2 separate regions of the Hordeum vulgare genome follow, and region 2 is linked to region 1. The links are chromatin contacts, called in public Hi-C maps. All regions are on one chromosome and are shown on one strand. Each heading gives the region's core, a stretch centred on a gene start, on an enhancer-like site or on the middle of the called end of the contact. The rest is flanking DNA. Distances are from core to core; before and after follow the strand shown.

Region 1 (6,801 bases), core at 51-2,550:
AAGACAACCAACATGTGTCTACCGCGATGGCCAAAGCCTCAACCCTCCACTCTAGAGACCAGGGTTCGATCCCTGGTTCTCACCCCTTTTTCTTTTCCTTTTTTCCTCTCTTACGGATGGGCCGGCCCATGTGTCTGTATTTATTTTACTTTCTTATTCCTATTTTGGTTTTTCACAGGTTAGAGCACCCTGTTTAGTATTTTTTTTACTTTTTTTTATTTCTGTTTTGGTTTTTTCTTCTCTAAATTAATTCCAGATTTCAAAAGAACAAAAAAAATTAAAAGTTGCGAGTTTTTAAAAGTAGGAAAATGATAAACTGTTTGGGTACTTAAAAAATATTCGAAAAGTCATAAAATGTTCATGAGTTCAAAAAGTGCTCACGTATTATAGAACAAATCACGATTTTAAATAAATTTTCATGAAATAATTTTTTTTCATAATTTTTTAAAATGACCCGATATTCAAAGCATATTTAGGAATTTAAAAAACAGGTCTATCAACTTTTAGAAAATGTTTGCAAAAATTAAAACACGTCAGTAAATAATGAACAAAATTAACTTTCGCTTACATAAAGGTTTTATTAGAAAATCTCTAGAGGTCGTTTTATGATTTTATTTAGTCCCTCGCGTCGGGTATAAAAAGGTGTCCGTGTTTAACAGTTTGCTCAGCCACAAAATATTTTGTTGCGACGCCTTAACAAATCAAGTTGCGATGAACATTGTATTTTTAGTTTTTGAAATTACATTTTAAAAGTGCCTTAACTTATCATGCCATCACTCACATATACTTTGTGAAATAACATTTCAAAAATCCTTATGTCATATTTGCATAGGATTCATACTTCTTTATATCTATCACACCTGCATAACCTGATAGTTTTTCTTCCATTGCAACCCACATGCATGAAGTATTTAAGAACGAAGGGAAGTAGTAACAATTTTTTCAGCGCTACGCAATTATTACCTTGTTGGAGGGAACTGGATCATCTAACATACACAAGGGATGTTAGAGAAGCTACAATATCCTAACGTTCTTTCTATGAATTTATACAATTAAGACTAAAATGGATTAAATTAATTTTTAAATTACAGATCTAATGTGTATTCATAGTAATAATTACATACAAACAAGTTGATGATGAAATAAATTTATTTTTGGATTTTTTATAGTTACAGTAATTACCAAAAGTAAACAACATGCTAATAGTTCCTAACATTCTTTCTTCGTTTTACACTTGACGAGCACTGTAGTACCGTGATTTTCCTTCTTTATGTTAGAGGATCGGATCCGGCTCCTTGTTGGAGAGGGAAGATTGAGAACTCAAGAAGTCCAGATCCGCAACTTTCCCCTCCCACAAAAACCCGACCTCGCTTCTAAATTCGCTTCTACTCCCTCCCCTGGTGCTGCCACCCCACCTCGCCTCGGTACTGCGGTTCCGTGTCGACTCTACGCCGCATAGGCAGCGGCCTGCCGTTGTCCTCCCCAGTGGCTAGAGTAGACTCGGTGAACTGGCAATCCAGCCGAACTTGGTTTCGATCGGAGCCGGGCACGGCGAGGGCGGATGGGTTCGGCTTCCAAGCCATCTCCGTCGGCGGCCGCGCCTAGCCGGCGTAAGGTAGCGCTCTGCCTGACGCTCCTCACCCTGCAGTACGGCGCCCAGCCCCTAATCTCCAAGCGCTGCGTCGGGTACGCCGCACACCTTCATGTCACATCGTCCTCAAATTTATTCTCTTGTCTCTAATGCTTGACTACTCCGGCATCCATCGCTGTATGCCCCTTCGTGCTGTTCCCGTTTGATTTGGGACATTGTCGACTAGGTAATGATGAGAACCAATGGACACTATCACCTTTATGGGTTGAACAGAATGGTATAACAGCCTAGTCTCGACTGGTTGGGTGGATGCAGATTGTTGTGCGCTCTGCGATAGCTAGCTTTACAATTGTTTCAGGCTCCATCTGGTTAGCAGAATGCCCATTATGTTTAGGCTGTTATTATGCTACTTGAGTGTTACGGATATACTCCCTCCGTCCCATAATATAGAGTAAATTGCAAAAAATCATCATATTTGGAGATGATGAAACAGAAAACCACCACGTTTCGTTTTTTTCTTAAAAAACCCACCACGTTTGGGCTGATAGTTTTCAAAAAACACTGATTGAACGGTTTGGTGCGTCTGAGTGGAAAACTGACCTGTTGGGCCCGCTATCAGGCGCCATGTGGACAGGGGGAGACGGCGCCCGTGCTGGTGCTGCCTTAGCTGCTTCAAGAGCAGGATCCAATGCATCAAGATCTTCATTTGCTCCTCCAAGGCCTCCTACTGCTGGTGCATCTGGTTCTACAAGGATCAGGAAGAAGCCTTACAAGTTCAGAGACTATTTATGTTGTACTTGCTGTGGTAGCAAGTTAATCATGCTCTGTTCTGTATTTTGGGCGAAACTTTTGCTGTGGTGTTTTCAAACTAAGATAACTTGCTGTGATGTTGGCAAGCTATGGTAAACTTGATATGGTGAACTTGCTATTGTGAACTTGGGTTATGGTTGCTAGGGTTTGAGCGGGAGAGAGAGAGCTGGCCGTGGGGGTCCTTTCCCACGGCCGGGCAAGAGGGAAAAGGGTTTTCCTTCTTAATTCTTGCCTGCTTAGATTGATACATCTCCTCTCCATATATAGAGAGGTTTACTTGACTCCTAAGTAAGGCTTACTTGACCCCTAAGCAAACCCTAAGACTAAAGGGCCCAGGCCCATCACGTACTCTAACACTACACCCCACCTGGACATGCAGCTCGAGGACTCGTCCTTGAGCTGCAACCTAACGACAATTCAACCCCACACAACCCTAACGCCTAAAAAACAAGCCTTTTACATCTCGGCCTATTGTATTGACCTGAAATAAGCTAACCCGAATGAGACTCCGACTCTTTATTTTTGACTCCGAACGATAAGGCGAGAATCCTCCGCGCGCCGAACTTGTGCGCTTGCAGCCCCCTGGATCCCAAGGGCACCATCGGGACCAAGGGAGCCCTCGCGGCGGCCGGCGGCGGAATGCAGTGGTGCTACGCGGCGCGCTCCTGTCGGCGACACCATGTCTTCTCCCCGCCGGCTGACTGTCGATGTCGCAGACTTGGAGGTCGTCGCCCATGGGAAAAACAGCATGCCCGCCGCCCGTGGGGGAAACCGCATGCCCAAGATCCCCCACGCAGCGGACGAGATCGAGGTCTGTTGCACCGCGAAGCGCAACTTGGAGGAGCTGCAGCTGCAAATCATGCATCTCCCGCACATGCCGACGCGCTAGGAGGCCGCGCGCAGCAGCCTGCAGCCTCACCGCCTCCGACACGTGGTGGGTAGTGATCCAAGCCGGAAGCGGTGCCGACGACGGCTGGAACTTGATCTGTTGGATGGGATTGTCCTGGGACGGCGGTGGCGCTGCTGGGAATGAGGTTGTCGCAGTCCTGTCGTAGGGCATCCCATGCTGGAACGTGATGACCGGTGACGTGGTCGCAACCGAGGGCGGCGGCGGCGGCCGTGCGGGGGTCGGCGCCGGTGCTGTGACCATGGAGGACCGCCCGTGGAATGGCGCACCGTCGGGACCGCGAAGCGGGAGGGCCCGCCGTACTGTTGGGGTGGCGCCGGTGGCGACTGGATGTGCGGCGGCGCCCAGGCCGCCGTATAGATCGGCCCGGAGACGGGGAGTGGCAGCGGTGGCTGCAGCAGCCTGGCGTCGAGTGGCGGCGACGACAGCAGCATCGTCGGCTGCCGCGGCCCAGCGATCGCGGCGGAGGCCGCCTGGTGCGGCGGCTACCACGGCAGCCGCGCCCGCCCGTAGGCGGCGACTGATGGCGCGGCCGGCGGCGGTCCGTAGGGTCCGGCCAGGAAGAGGCAGATCCCTTGGACGGCGGTGGTGAGATCGCGGATTGCTCCGGCGATCTCCTCCGGGGTGAGGGCGATAGGAAGCGACGGCGACGGGGTGAACATGATCGAGCCTGAGAAATATGATACCAGATGTTATGGTTGCTAGGGTTTGAGCGGGAGAGAGAGAGCTGCGAGGGCGCGAGAGAGCCGGCCGTGGGGGTCCTTTCCCACAGCCGGGCAAGAGGGAAAAGGGTTTTCCTTCTTAATTCTTGCCTGCTTAGATTGATACATCTCCTCTCCATATATAGAGAGGTTTACTTGACTCCCAAGTAAGGCTTACTTGACCCCTAAGCAAACCCTAAGACTAACGGGCCTAGGCCCATCACGTACTCTAACAACTTGATACGGTGAACTTGCTATTGTGGTTGGTGCCTTTTGTCGAGAAAAGTCCATCACAACAGTAATTTAAACATTTCATTCCATCAATAAGATTAAACTAGACTTGCTGTAATTACTCGCTCATCACAGATTTCTTTGATTTTCCTCATCTTAACCTTGTTTGCCTCCCCATCCTTAAGAAAATCAGCTATGATATACTCTAGCCTTTTCTTCTCCTTCGTCATCTGTTCAATCTGTTGAACACCTTCATCAGCTACATGCTGCTTCCAATTCCTAACAAATTCATCATTGCTCTGCTTAATCACTTGCAGTGCTGTCCTAAGCTCAATATTTTCTTTCTCAAGTTTAGCCTTCTCTTCCTGGGCTTGCACAACAACATTCTCTACATCACCATCCTGCATAATCTTCTGATAATTCTCCCCCATCACATTCTTGTGAATTGTTGCAAAAAAATTGCTTGTTTCTTTGATGTGGTTGCGGTGCTTCTCTTGGATTAGCTTCTTCTCTTCTCCCAGCTTGAGTATGAGCTTTTCTTTAGCTTCATTCTCTTTGCTACTCTGCTCATACATATCCCAAAGTTTGCGAAGTGCATTTTTCATGGGTTCTAGCCATTCTGGGTCAATCCATTGAACGAGACCACAATTGTCACCTTCCTATAATAATTCAGACAACACCAAAGTTAACAGCAGGACTACACATTCAGAGAAGTGAGTTAACACCTATATTCAGTTAACAGCCACATATATTCAGTTAATTGAGCTCATTTAACACCTACATTCAGATAAGCATTGATTAAACCTGACAGATTCTTTCCTGAAAACAGCAGATAAAACAACATCTTCAGAAAACTAAGTACACAACTATATTCAGTTAACAGACAAAAAAACCTATATTCAGTTAATTAAGCACCAAACAAAGGATCTGTATAATCTTCATCTACCAGAGAGGACCTGCCACTAACCTGATTACCGCATCCATAAAACCTACGGCCAGTGTTGATTCCTTGGAACACAACAGCCCTATGCACAGGAGCGTTGTGACAGCACATCGGTCCTCCGGCAACAATGTCGCACCAGTCCGGGTCAACATTGGTCTGTGGGATCTACAATAGTGCAACAGTGCAGGTGCAATGCTCAATTCCCAAATCAAATCCGTGAAAACTAAGCTCAAATCAAAGAAAACCCTAACCCTAAGTCACAGAGAAATGATACTCACGTCGGTTTCATCCGCGTGCGAGTTGAAGAGGGGGGACACAAAGTCTTCGCTGCTAGTTTCGCCGTCCTTCCAGGACACCATCGCTGTGGCGGCCGGCGGTGACAAATGGGCGGCGGAGGCGATGGCGAATGCGCCGCAGGCAGAGACAAAGGCGAGAGAGAGGGGAATGGACGAACGGGTTGGGCTGGGTCGGGCCGGCTCACTAGGTCATGTAAGACGCCGTCTAACGGCGCGCGACACGGGCGCCGTCTCTCCCTGTCCACGTGGTGCCTGACAGCGGGCCCAATAGGTCAGTTTTCCACTCAGACGCGCCAAACCGCTCAATCAGTGTTTTTTTAAAACTATCAGCGCAAACGTTGTGGTTTTTTGAAAAACAAAACAAAACGTGGTGGTTTTCTGTTTCAGCGTCCCCAAATGTGGTGATTTTTTGCAATTTACTCCATAATATAAGAGTGTTTTTGACACTAGTGTAGCCACAAAAGCGCTTTTATATTATGGGATGGAGGAAGTATATGCCATCAGATTTTGTTATTTGGCACCTGAGAGAGTTTGGGTAATACAATGCGTTTCTTAGGGATTGGGTAATAAAATGATAATTAACTCAGTAGTCTGATCTTATTCATGATCAGATGTTATCCTCGCCTGTGAAATCATAAGCCTAGATGCAGAGTTCATAAGGGCAAACCGGTGTGCGTCAACTAGTTGTGGCTTTGCTCGGAGCGAACCGCAGTGGGCTAGCCCAGTTCAGGGCTTCGCTGCGCGCGTCCGCATCTTTTTGTTTGTTGCTCTTACTTTTTGCTGTGGTTTTCGTCTTAGTTTTTTTTTCCTGTTTTGGTTTTATGTATTTCTTTTCCTTTTTGTTTTAATTTTTGTAGTCTTTTCCCTTATGGGTCTGTTTTTGTTTTGTTTTTTCAGGTTTGGTTTTCTCTTTGGTTTTTTTGTGTTGTTTTCCTTTTTGATAGTTTTCTATGCTATTAACGTTTTTTAATATAATATACTATGAACTTTTTTAATGTATAGCAAACTTTTGTTTAATATACGATAAACATCTTTTGATACAAACCAAACTTTTCTTATAATGTAGGATGAACTATTTTTTAATGTACGTTGAACATCATCCGCAATGAGCATACACCAAGGAGATATCTCATGGTGTATGCTCTTTGTGGATGATGTGGTGCTTGTCAATGATAGTCGGGCGAGGGTTAATAGAAAGTTAGAGCTATGGAGAGAAACTTTGGAAACAGAAAGTTTTAGCCTTAGTAGAACTAAAACCGAGTACATGAGATGCAGTTTTAGTACTATAGCATAAGGAGGAAGTTAGCCTTGATGGACAGGTG
Region 2 (6,389 bases), core at 2,325-4,824, 700 kb before region 1:
GGCCGTTGACGTCATACCCTTCCTCAAGGCTCCATCGCTCGCTCCCCCTCATGTCGTCTTGCTCCGGGTGAAAACATGATCTTCACTTTGGAGGCCTGTCTTCGTTTTGTCTGGTTCACATCTCTATTGTTCTTGGTGTGTGTGGTATCTTGGTGTTAGGCACCTTTGTATCTTGCCTTGGGTGTGTGAGTTGTTTTCGTTGTTCAGTATCTTGTATCTATTCGGTGATGGTTGCTTTATAATATAAAGTGGGGGAAACCCTTTTTCGGTATTACACTTCTAGTGCCAAAAAATTTAAAGTGGAATATCAAAACATAAGTAAATCCAACCATAGTTATATGGGTGAACTAATTCAGCAAATATAATATGCGTCAAAAATTCAAAGATCTAATGAGACATAGATTGATGCCTAATATACTGGGAAACAATGTACATGTTTCGTTCAATGAACTGAAGTAAGTTATCTACAAAGAGTACAAAAAGAAATTAGTACGAGTACATAACTCGCGGACCAAAATGGTAAACAATACTATAATCTTCAAAAAAAACATCAACATTAGTAAAATTTACAACGACACAACTACAGTCTTGTGCCACTTCCGGTTGCACTCCATGAAATAGCAAGTCTTGTGCCACTTCCGGTTGCACTCCATGAAATAGCAAGAGAACCACACATAGTGGCGAGCAGCTGGCTTTACTTGATCGAGCAGCGGCAAACAAAACTTGCAGAATATTTAATTAATCATGAATATTTGATGTATGATTCCACAACATGTAGTGTACGTACTTTAGTTAAGAATGTATATATATCTGAACTTGCAAGACATACATTGGTCATTGTTATTCTTTTGTATTTAAATTTTGTCTTCCACCATGATATATAAATGACATATAAAATACAGTTCAAAACAGATGCTATAAATGCAACTAAATATTCCCTCAAAAAAATGCAATTACATATATTTATCACCGCATTGTTGTATTGATTTCCCTGAGAAAGTTTGTAATTTATGCTGATTTGAAGCATCATGCTCCATCTTTCATCTTGCATCTCCACTAAATTTATGACTTGCACATGTGCACCACATTCAGTTTGAAGCTATCGACAATGGAGAGCAGACTTGTGACTGAAAACACAATATTTATGCTCTTTCCAGTTGGCCCAACCACTTATGCAATTTTAAACTTTAGCATGCACACCACAATGCATAACCGTGTATGATGTGGGCTGTAACAAGCAAAAAATTGAAGTGTCATGAATGAGGAGGACGTTGGCTACCATTGTCTTTCGCTCTACTAAATTTGGATGGAGGGGGTATGAGGTGATGTTGAGGGCTTACATGGAGAGACGGAGAAAATGCAACAGCTTCCGGATCACAAGCGCCTCATAATTTCCTGCTGGTTCTTAGCGCATGTAGGGGCACCCTCGAATCCGCCTCTGCTCCAGCTCCATCCTTAATCCACCACCTGCTCCAGCTCCTTTTCAATCCGCCTTGAACCCCTTGATTTCTCATATGGATGGCTTGTCATATCCTGAAACTAAGCATCATGAACAAACTTTAGTACTATCTTAGATGGAGAATTATGGAGGTATACTCTACAGGAAAGTACCGACATGAAGTTGAGTAGTGGCGTTAGAGACATAGATCTAAAACTTGTAGGCTCAATAGTTGGTAGGAAACTCTCTTTTAGTTTGATAAAATGTTTGTAGACTTCTTTAGTTAGCAAGTGCTACCAGCTAGCACCATGGCCATTTATGCTTGGGTCCGTTGAACATGCTATGATATTAGTACAAAATAAATATTTTCTGACAAGTACAAAGTAAATAATGAATGAGCAGAAGTGTTAATTTTAATCAATCAAAAGCATACAACATTACAGCCCTCCGGCGAGCCCAGACCTGTCTCTGTAAATGTATCAAATACTGTCTACACATTTTGTATACCATTCTCTATTCTAATCTCAATTTTAGCTTATTAAAATCAAATTTTATCTACTTTTTTTTGAATGCATACGAATTTATCTATGAAAATATGTAGCACTTAATTGTTATATGACTTTTAAAAGCAGCTTGGCTAAGCCGTCAACGGTGTCGGTCCGCATATACTAAGAATATGGTGGAGTGCTTGAGTCCATCGTCAGCGTCAACATTAAAATTCGAACATTGGGTTGCGAACTGGCTCCGACCTCCGAGTTAGAACACAGTAAGGATAAGCAGGCTAACCACGAAAACTGCAGCAGCAAAATCATATGCTCCTCGATTCTAGCACTTGCCTAGCTGATATAGTTCAAGCAAGAAAAATATATTCAGTAACCTAAAGTGGAAACCTATTAAAAAGTAGGGGGCTTGATGTTAAGCAATGGTTTCAGGTAACTATCAGGTTCAACCACTATGCTACCTTTTAGTAACCATGGAAGATGATTCAGGTCTCAAATGAGACATAATCAAGTAAACGCAATAAGCAGAATTCAAATAAAGCAACATCTCTAGGACTGTCTTCTGAAAAACATAAATGGAAGACCTGGTAAACTTTTCAAGAGTCACTACACCTTTTACAAAGAATCAATCAGCTATCATATATTTTTTGACGGGCTACGACTATCATATTCAACAACCAGAATGATGTACGTGCATGTTCTTATTTTACTATTTAAATCCTTGAGGCTCTCTCCTCATCTTGTTTCAAAATAGCTCCTTGTTAACACTTCTTCTATTCATAGTTTGGTAGTTTCTTGAGAACAATATCTCGCAGAGAAACACCTCCCGAAAATAAGCATACTATAATTAGAAGAAGCTTCTGTGGTTATGAGATGCACATTCAAAAAGCAAGATAAGCTTATGATTCCCCGAGTTGTTCCTTTGTTTGCTTTTTTCCTTAATGGTAGGTACTCTGTCGCTGATGGTTTTTTAGGGCTTCGGCATTCAAACTCCAGAGAGCTATCATAGTTATATCACACCACAAAATAGACCGTCTTTCACAAGAAAGCAATTAGTATCTCACTTCAGTTGATGAGTTACTCTCTCTTTACATACTCTCTGCATCATATGTGCTGGTGGTGCCACACTGCAACTGTCAAATAATCAATCTATGTTAACTACTCTCCTGCTTGGTACCCACACCAAACAAGGATTTCCATTTTGCTAGTTTATTATTGTGTTAGTCACCCATAGAGCAATGTGATACCGATACGGTAATAACTATTCATTATACTATTGGTCGCTAGATTATTTTCAGTTCAGTAGGTGTCATTCTGAAATGTCATATTCCACGACAAACCATTAAGTTTTAACATAGAGATAACAATGCATTAATTGGAAAAACACAAAAAATACATGTAGGAATCTTATACACACACAAGTAGAAGTACCTTGGTGCTCGGGAACACCGGCGAGGCTTGGTGCAGGAATGCTCGTCATGGCCATGGCGGCTGGCCGCTAGTGGGTGGACCTGCTCCGTGCAGCCATGGTCGACTCCTACACGTCTTTCAGCGACCGAGTCTTAGGGACGGCTACAGCAAACAACAACCTCACTAAGTCAGGGCGAGCAGATGACATGGCAGAGGAGGAACCCCCTTCCAACAATTAGGGACACAAGCGCGTCATCACAAGGCCACCTCGGACCAAGCAACCCAACCGCAGGTTCGTGGGCTCCGAATGGTGGAATTGTACTTAAGCTTTCTCACGCGACTTGTTGGGCATCCATGAGGATCAGGCAAAGGCACGACAACAGTGGCTTTACTTTATTTCTTCTTCCTTCTCTCTGTAACCCCATTATGTACAAGAGATGAAACTGTGAGAGAAATACTAGATCCCAATCTAGTGCCTAACATCGTGGTATCAGCTAGCCACCTACCACCCTCCGCCCCACCGTCTCCACCGTCTTCCGTTGCCGCACTGGAAACCCGCAGCCAAAAGCACGCGTGCGACGCCTTCTTCGCCACCATTGATCCGGTGCTGAAGGCGTACCTCGACAAGATGAACGACGATGCGGCCGCCCGCGCCGCCAAGCAGGATGTCGACAACAAGGCCATCCTCAAGGCTGTGGCAACGCAATCCGCATGGATCGACGCCCTCATCTCCTGGAAGCCAGAGTTGAAGGCGTGATTCGCTCAGTTGGACCTCTCCGTCGGGAACCTTCAAGCCGTGCCCACCAGCGAATCTGCGTCGCTTGCAACCTCTCCCCTTGTCGCATGCGAGATCCAAGGGCAACCAAGCCACGACGTGTTACATCATATCAGGGGACCTCCGACGGTGACTGTGGAGTCACCGGCGGTTTCCCCGGTCACAGGTACGACCTTGTCCCTACCCTCGAATTCCTCTCCACTTCCTTCACAAGTGCTCGCGGTGATGGGGCAAGCTCCATCCCCGATCTCGTTTCCCAGCTTCGCTGGCAAGAATCCGCAGCTCTGAAAACTCTGTCAGAGTAGTATTTTCAAATGTTTGTCGTGCAGGAATCGTACTAGATACCCATGGCAATCCTGAATTTCTCGGATCTGGCTGCCATTTGGCTGCAATCCGTGCGGCGCAAGATCTCTGGTCTTGCGTGGGAATCATTCACAGCTCTGCTTTGCACTCGATTTGGGCGTGACAGACACCAACTTCTCATTCATCAGTTTTATGCTATCCGTCAGACTGAATCTGTTGCTTATTTCATTGAACGCTTTGAGACTTTGATGAATCATATGATCTCTTACTTTGAACTGACACACCCGTGTTTCTTTCTTACACAATTCATCGAGGGACTGTGGGCGGATATTCGGGTAGTGGTGCTCATTCAGAGGCCACCTAACCTTGACACGGCATGTTCCCTTGCACTGCTCCACGAGGAAGTTGCAGATGGGGAGAACACCTTGTGCGCTGCACCCAACCGTGCACCAGTGCCACGCGTGATGGGGGTCAGCACTCTAACTTTTCCGTTGGGAACTGCAAAACTATCAGCGTCTGCAACCAAATCAGAGGATCATAAGGGCACAAAGGCAGCGCGAGCGGGAGCAGAGAGTAGTAAGATCGGAGCGTTACGCTCTTTCAGACGCTCTCGGGGACTACGTTTTAAATGTGGTGAACGCTGGGGCAAGGATCATACATGTCCAACAATAGTGCAGATGCATGTGGTAGAGGAACTGTGGGAGCTCTTCGCGGCAGAGGAGGTGCACGCTGACACCAAACCCGAATCAAATGAGTTGGACGAAGACAATCTTTGTACCATCTCAAAGCAAGCAGTTGATGGGTCGGCTGGACTGGGAGTGCTGCAGCTGCATGCGTGGATTCAAGGGGAGGAAATGTCTTTGCTGGTTGACTCGGGCAGCTCTTCCTCGTTCGTCGACCATCGCCTCGCAGCCAAACTGAAGGGAGTATGCAAACTACCCAAGACATGCAAAGTTAAAGTGGCTGACAGTGTTGTGTTGAATTGTGACAACTTCATACCACATTGCCAATGGACGTCTCAGGGGCATGAGTTTATCACAGATTTCAAGCTTCTTTCCCTTGGAGCCTATGATGCTATCTTAGGGATGGACTGGCTCAGGAAGCACAACCCGATGCATATTGACTGGGAGGCACAACATATGACAGTTACAGCTGAAGGGGGATTGATTGAATTACAAGCTGTTCGTAGCAACCGTCAATAGTGTTTTGCTATATCATCTCAAAAACTATTGACTACATGCAAGCAAGGGTGTGTAGCTTTTGTGGTCCACCTCAATGCAGTAAATGAAGAGGGTTTACAAGAAGCTATTCCCGTAGAGATTCTCAGGGTTCTGGAGCAATACACGGATGTCTTTGAGGAACCAAAAGGGTTGCCTCCCAAACGTGCTTGTGATCACAGAATACCACTCATGGAAGGGGCACAACCTGTCAACCAACGTCCTTACCGACACAAACCTGAGATCAAAAATGAGATCGAGCGACAAGTTAAGGAGCTGCTAGACGTCAGCATCATCAGGGAAAGTAAGAGCCCTTTTTCTTCCCCTGCCCTGCTGGTCAACAAGAAGGATGGCATGTGGAGTTTCTGTGTCGACTACAGATTCCTGAATGCAATGACAATCGTCAGTAAGTACCCAGTTCCCATTATAGATGAGCTGCTCGATGAATTGGTGGGAGCAAAATGTTCTCCAAAATGGATCTGCGTGTTGGTTATCATTAGATAAGAATGAGAGAGGGGGAAGAGTACAAAACAACATTCACAACCCACACAGGTCACTAGGAATTCTTGGTCACGTCATTCGGCCTCGCTGCTGCACCCCAACTTTCATTGGAGCAATTGCTTGCACTCGTGACCACTGCTGTGGGAATGTGTCATTCTCTTCTTCGATGACATATTGGTTTACAGTAAAATACTGGAACATCATGTGGCACACATTCGTCAAGTGCTGCAATTACTCAGAAGGGA

What was found. Hi-C and Micro-C count contacts between places; a contact is called where the count stands out from the background.
Region 2: a Hi-C map of leaf shows a contact between it and region 1, with 6 times the contacts expected there. The contact joins the enhancer-like site here to the promoter of LOC123401421 in region 1. A contact is called at or near these places in 1 of 6 Hi-C or Micro-C datasets (leaf) and 1 of 1 datasets of contacts at active chromatin or transcription factors (embryo).

What each region holds. Positions count from the first base shown.
Region 1 is chr6H:298,316,889-298,323,689 of MorexV3_pseudomolecules_assembly, reverse strand. LOC123401421 (UDP-N-acetylglucosamine transporter ROCK1) reads left to right here and starts at 1,300. Exons shown (of 7, transcript XM_045095220.1): 1 at 1,300-1,686. The coding sequence starts at 1,562.
Region 2 is chr6H:299,021,441-299,027,829 of MorexV3_pseudomolecules_assembly, reverse strand. No RefSeq gene overlaps it. Among protein-coding and RNA genes, the nearest start is that of LOC123406600, 480 kb to the right of the region's middle. Within about 2 kb of position 3,574, at least 2 of the 3 cell types and tissues checked have open chromatin away from gene starts, as enhancers often do. A contact at or near this core is called in leaf, where this site is marked.